Regions from separate parts of the Mus musculus genome. Here region 2 is linked to region 1. Evidence: chromatin contacts called from public Hi-C data. All regions are on one chromosome and are shown on one strand. The core of a region is the stretch at or near the end of the contact, and the rest is flanking DNA. Distances in the headings are between cores, read along the strand shown.

Region 1 (3,270 bases), core at 234-2,733:
AGGGGATCTGACATTCTCAAGCAGACATACACACAGTCAAATCACCAATGTACATAAAATAAAAACATTTCTTAAGAAAGAGCGCATGAAGCTGGGAGGGAAAAATGACAGTAGGAGCTGGAGAGGAGTGGCTGGGGTAGATTTGATCAGAGCACACACACAGTATAAATATTTAATCAATATTTTTAAACAAAAATTAGTTGTTAGAAAATATTACAATATAACAGTTACTAGTTTTAGTTCAAAATCTAGAAAGTATCATAGAATACTTACCTGAAATACTTTGCCAAATGATGAAAACAGAATTTAGGTATCAAAAGATAAGAGAAGGCACCAAACAGTGTAAATGTCACGGATGGATCAGAAAGCACCTGGAGAAGCTGCTGCTAGTCCACTGGCTGTCTGACATCACACCGGGTTAGTTATTAGAGAACATCATGGTATCAAATCGCAATAGCAAAGACTTACCTAAGATGCCAAAACAGAAACTGCCCAATCCTCCGATTATCAAGTGCTCTTTCTAATAGGAATCTGGAGAGGGCACAATCGAGAAAAGGCTCATATTTCAAAACTTGCACCAATTGTAAAAGATACTGAGAGAGTTCTTCATCACTGAAAGAAACAAAAGGGAGAGAAACTCAGCCACCTGTAACATGAAAGGACCCTTCCCTACCAACTGTCACATGCCCTGGCTCATGTGCGTGGGTCTCCTGGACCAGGCCTGTCATGTGCTTACATTCGCTGTACCACGTGATTATACATAAAAACTGCCAGGAGTCGTGCCCACTGCCCCCAAATAACATAATTATTTTGTGTGTGTGTGTGTGTGTGTGTGTGTGTGTGTGTGTGTGATGTATGTGGTATGTGTACCAGTGTTCAGAGGACAATGTGGTGGAGTGAATCTGTCTAGATAGGTTCCAGGGGTCAATAAGGACATCAGGGTTCTGAGACAAAGTTTCTCCATGTCCACTTATAAAAACCTATAGCTACTAGAAACAACAAATATAAAGTGGGAGGCTGCTTCTCCTAGTCATAGGATTCTACATCTCAGACTAATACAGAGGTTACATAGTTCCTTCTGCCTATCAAACTATTCAAAATAGATCTGATTTTAAAAGCAAGGAAAGACCATAGCCAGGATGGGGACAGGAAGATCAGTCTGAGCTTGACAACTAGCTAGCCTGGGCTACACGGTGAGTTCAAGGGCAGATCCCATGTGAAAATAAATAAACTTGCCTCCATCCTAAAATACCAACCCTTCTTATTTGGGGCAATTAATAGACTATGGGGAAGGAAAGAGGGGACAGAGGCATGGCTGCTCAGTTTAGAAGTGCTGGCCTCCAGGGTTGGCCAAGGGCAGGCGCTTGGAAACCAAGGTTTCAGAACTCGGTCCTGTAGTGAAAGGGGAAAGTGGCCTTCCCACACCTAAAGTGTTCATGCAGCAGTAAGGGCTGCACCGCAGAGCCAGCAGAGGGCGCTAAGATCCCACACAAGACCTGGCCACCAGTGCTCACACACATTCCTTGCCCACTCTGGTAACTCCTTGCCCCATGATGGTGCCAGAAAAGAGATACCTCATCTGTCGAAGGCAGCCTACAGCGTATTCCCGGACATACTGGTCTGGATAGTTGAAATCCAGGAGTTCCAGGGCTTCCCTGGGGGGCAGTTTGGGCCATATCTGCAGGAGCGCCTGAAGCTGTTTAAAATGAAAACTGGGTCAGAAGTTTGGTGGACAAAAGTAACTTACCTTTCCCGGCACATGGGAGCACAGATGAGTCAAAACAAGGAAAAAATTTAACTACTGATGCCTCAAACATCCTGGCAGATGCAGACTAACAAAGGTTGCCTTTGTTTCTGAAACATTCTGTGTACGTTTAAAAGGTTATTCTGTGCCTACCAAAAACAAAGTAAGACACTGCAGGTATCTACAGTGATTAACCACCGCATAATTTAAGAACAAAACAACTATAAATAAGCCAAGTCTCAAGCTAAGTAAAGACATATATACTAAGAAAGTCAATAACTCATTTTAAAACTACAAAGTATGTATGTATGTATGTATGTATGTATGTACGTATGTATAGTATGTATGTATGTGTTTGTCTGAGGCAGAGTTTCTCTGTGTAGCTGTGGCTGTCCTGGAACTCTGTCTGTACACTAGGTTAGTCTAGAACTCAGAGATCAGCCTGTCTCTGCCTCTGAGTGCTGAGATTTAAGGTACACACACCACCAAGCCCATCTGCCTTTAGATGAATGTTTAAAGAAATCTATTACTTTACAGACTTTTTATTAGCCAGAACAGCTCGAGCTCCTCAGATCAGAAATAAAAGTGAGTGGTCCACGAGAACTGAACAGTGCCTACATTCTGTTTATGGCTAATAAATCCTGTTATAAATGCTACAGGACATTAGACGACAAGACTCCCTGGGCAAGAGCTGGAGCTGCATGTGAAGACATAGCTGTGGCCACACCCAGGTCTTCAGAAGAGGAACTCTGCCATGGCTCTGTGAGATGTGGAGCCCTTAAAGGCTGAGACAGGAGGACTGGACATTTGAGAGAGGCTAAGGTTACATAGTAACAAAACAAAACATCCAACAAATGGAAATACTTCTGCGGAAAGACATTTTACACAAAATCAGAGTCACACACACACACACACACACACACACACACACACACACTTGTTATTTGGGGGAAAGAAAGTGGAGGGAGAGAAGGAAGAGATGGGAGAGGGAGGGACAAGGAATTTTCTGTCACCTGAGCAACATCTTCAAGTTTATTCCACTTGATTGACAAGAGTAGTTTTGGCAGTGACTGAGGGAAATTTTCTCGGCAGTCTTGCCGTAGAGTCCAAATAAGGTCCATTTCGTTCTCACACAGCTGAGACAGGGGGTCCCTGTCCAAGATTTCTTTCAGCACAGCAAGAAATTTTTTTCCACCACGACTCTTTAAGAAAGTAAAATGGCCATTATGGAATTTAACTGTGCAACCGTTCAGCAAATTTATATACAATGACTTTATAATTGTGAGCTTTACCAACTGAAATTCTGTACTAGGTTCACTAACGTGGCTCCTTTTAAGAAGTCTGCATTGTTCTGTGTTAATAGGTTATGAGTTATGTATAAAATCCAAGTGCAAACACTAGATGGCACTATTGCTTTTAGGTTAAATATATTGTACCATTTAAATAGCTTATAAAGTTATTGTTTGAGTTAAATTTTTTCTTTAACTTGCTCTGTAGATCAGGCTAGTGAGCCTCTGCCTCCCAAG
Region 2 (3,274 bases), core at 512-3,011, 100 kb after region 1:
GGGACAGTTTGGCTGTGAGGCCTTTGGCGCAGTGTCCAGACTGTATGAGGGGGTGGTGGAGGGGAGGGAAGCTGGGGAAATCCTGACTCACATACCAGAGTAGCCCCAAGGGGAACTTCGGTCTACCAGGTGGGGAACTTTTTCCTATCGTTTGTTTTTGCAGTTAGAAGTCTAGGAACTGACTGCTGTGGGAGAGCCAAGGGGGAGTAATTCTTCGTCTCCCCCCTCCCTAGGCTCCCACAGGTCCCCCTGCTACCTCTTCTGTCACTGAAGAGTCCTTCCCCATCATTGTCTTTTCCTGGTCTCCTCCCACCAGACCGTGAGTGTCCCAGGGAATAGGGCCCGGGTCTGATTCACCTCCTTCAGCCTCATGATGCGGCTCAGCATGGGGCTCGGCACTTGGACGTTTCTCAAAGAGTTACTTGTTGAATGGATGAACAAAGGAATGCTTTCTCTGAACTGCCGCGAACCCCGAACTGGATTTACAAAAGGCGCCTGCGCAAAGCTCTCTGCTCTTTAGGCTCCTTACCAAGATGCCCCTGGGTCTCTAGGACTCAAGCAGGCAGTGAGGCCCTAGAGTTTGCCTTATACATTTGTAGGCATTTCTTTCCACTGTCAGGAGTCCAACCTTTATCGGGTCTCCACAGGAGTATCTAACTCTCAACAGAACAAGAATTATCATTTAAGAGAAGAGCCACAGGAAAGGATGCAGTGAAGGGGCAGAGCGCTTGTCTAGAATTCTTGACGTCTAAAAAGGCAGGGAGGGGTGGAGCACGCACGTGGAGGCAGGAGGCGCGGAAGTTCAAAGTCCTCCTCAGCTACAGACAGATTTCTGAGGCCAGCCTGGGCTACACGAGGTTCTGTCTTGGGCGAATGAGATGGATCATTGGGTAAAGGCACCTGTGCCAAAATTGATGACCTAAGTTCTATCCCCAGGTGGCAGAAGGAGATAGGCAATCTCAGAAGTCCTCAGAACCTCCGTGTGTATTTGTGCACACACAATTAATAAGTACAGATTAAAAAATCTCTCTCACTCGCACAAAACTGGGGAGGAGGGGTATGCCAAGGATACAGTTAGATCCAGGGTGGGAATCTTATATAAATGTGCTCAGCATTGATTTTTCCTGAACCAACTTGGTCTTTTTCCAATGTATATATTTTTTCTCCCTGTATATGATCCGCACAGCTTGTTTTGTGCTGTCAGATCCCCTGGCTCGTTTCAGTAACAAGATACCATCACTTTCAAATTCTCCCAGAACCTCCCACTGGAGCTGCAGCCAAGGCTCCAGTTCCATGCCAGCTGCCCTTCCACTTGACTGGATGTGTAACCACCCTGCCAACCGAAAGACAGAGTGTGATGCAGGTATGGAAGTGAGACCTTCAAGGGCAGAAGCTGAACCAGGAAGAGAAAAAACAGAGATGACCTGCTACTTAAGCCAGTTCTCCTTCTGGCACCTTCAGAGGCTGCCTCTTCCTCTGAGCAGCAATGAAAGGAAAGAGGAAGTGGAAACAATACAGTATAATTGAGTTAGAACAGTAATTACCAGGACCCTGGAGCTAAGAGCAAGAAACTCCAAGAAAAGGGGGTGGTGGTTAAGAAATCCCAGTATTCAGGGTGGAGTGGTGTGTACCTTAATCCTGGCACTGGAGAGGGGAGACAGGAAAAGGTCTGGTTTCAAGGCCCTCCTGGTCTATAGAGTGAGTTCCAGAACAGCCAGGGCTATGTAGAGAGTCCTTGACTCAAACACACAAACAAACATGCAACAAGAAAACCCGAGGATCAGAATCCGGTTCAAGAGTATCCTTGACTACTTAGGAGAGTGCCAGGACAGATGGACCATGTGAAATTCTGCTAGAGAGAGAGAGAGAGAGAGAGAGGAAGAAGAAGCAGGAGGAGGAGGAGGAAGAGGGAAGAGAAGAGAAGAGAAGAGAAGAGAAGAGAAGAGAAGAGAAGAGGAACCAGAAGGAAAGGAGGGAGGAAGGAAGGAAGGAAGGAAGGAAGGAAGGAAGGAAGGAAGGAAGGAAGGAAGGAAGGAGAAAAAATAAAAGAAAGATAGGGGAGCCCTTGGAAGAAGGCTCCATAGGTAAGAGTGCTTGCTGTAGTTCAAATCCCAAAAGCTGGGTGTAGCCAAGCATGTCTGTAACCCCAATGAGAGGAGACAGAGACAGAGATCCCCAGAGCTCACTGGCTAGCTAGCCTCACTGAAACAGTGAATATACACATGCACACAAGTGTGCACACGTACACGCACTCACACAGACACACATAAACTCTCTCTCTCTCTCTCTCTCTCTCTCCAAGGCCAGGGAGTTGGGAAATTAGTAAAAAATATTTGCTTGTACAGGGAGGCAAAAAAGAAAAGACCCCAGACCCCAGTACTGAACTAGACAGGAGCTGGGGAAGCCTCAGAAGCCAGAGGTTGGTAATGAAGGCTGAAAAGCTGCAGAGGAAAGACAGCTCCAAGTGAGCCTGGGGTTTTTCATCTGAGGCTGTGGCCTGATACTGAGTATCGGTGCCCCAAGGAGCAGATGAGTCAGTCCTAGAGCATCCGCTCTTCCTGGGACAGGACTTGCTAGCGACCTCGGCATAACACCATCCTAGCTTGGCTCAGGATGTGGAGGAGACCTGAGTGCATTAACAAGAAGGCTGAGCATGAAGTGCTATTCTAAACTCTTCTTCCTCGTCTTGGAAGTCTCAGCTGGATCTGCCATCATGTGCTTTCAGAGTTGGCTAAAGTCAAGGTTGCCAAAAGAATGAAGCCAGCCGGTTAAATGCCAGATTAACTATGAATACATAATCCTGCAGGAGGCAGGAAAGGAGCGTGGAAACCCAAGACTCTTTTTGATTATTGGTGTTGTTGTACATCCTTGTTTCTGGGGCCTCCTGGGAGACAATGAAGATCTGGTTGACCTTGGCCTGACCCCAGAGGAAGGTAAACACCACCTTCCAACCTTATATCCACAGCTAGAGAAAAGATGTCAGCATCGTGTGGTCACTTAGCCAAAGTCTGTGCTTAGGAACATGGAAAGTGAGTCTGGGCAGGCATTGTCTACTGTAGAAACTGTTGGTTGGGCCAGGAGTGGTGGTACATGCTATAAATCCAGTACTTGGGAGGCTATTGCAGAAAGGGTTGCCTGGCAAGACCCTGACTCAAAAAGGAAGGAAGGGAGGGAGGGAAGGTGGGAGGGAGGGAGGAAGAAGGAAGCCTCCATACCTGGTTTCAGGTGATTAAATACACACACACACACACACACACAGAGTTGGTGAAAAGAC

What was found. Hi-C and Micro-C count contacts between places; a contact is called where the count stands out from the background.
Region 2: a Hi-C map of bone marrow-derived macrophages shows a contact between it and region 1, with 32 read pairs. The contact joins two enhancer-like sites. A contact is called at or near these places in 11 of 484 Hi-C or Micro-C datasets (the AML12 cell line, bone marrow-derived macrophages, cerebellum and 5 more) and 2 of 115 datasets of contacts at active chromatin or transcription factors (the HPC-7 cell line and microglia).

The regions. Positions count from the first base shown.
Region 1 is chr9:99,061,263-99,064,532 of GRCm38.p6, forward strand. It overlaps Pik3cb (phosphatidylinositol-4,5-bisphosphate 3-kinase catalytic subunit beta), which reads right to left. Exons shown (of 24, transcript NM_029094.3): 13 at 2,758-2,946; 14 at 1,575-1,696; 15 at 469-612. Among named protein-coding and RNA genes, the nearest start is that of Gm1123, 27 kb to the left of the region's middle. Within about 2 kb of position 1,484, at least 3 of the 459 cell types and tissues checked have an H3K27ac peak or open chromatin away from gene starts, as enhancers often do. A contact at or near this core is called in bone marrow-derived macrophages, where this site is marked.
Region 2 is chr9:99,163,575-99,166,848 of GRCm38.p6, forward strand. The region is part of intron 2 of Gm33857 (a long non-coding RNA gene); the gene reads left to right. Among named protein-coding and RNA genes, the nearest start is that of Gm33857, 4.2 kb to the left of the region's middle. Within about 2 kb of position 1,762, at least 98 of the 459 cell types and tissues checked have an H3K27ac peak or open chromatin away from gene starts, as enhancers often do. A contact at or near this core is called in bone marrow-derived macrophages, where this site is marked.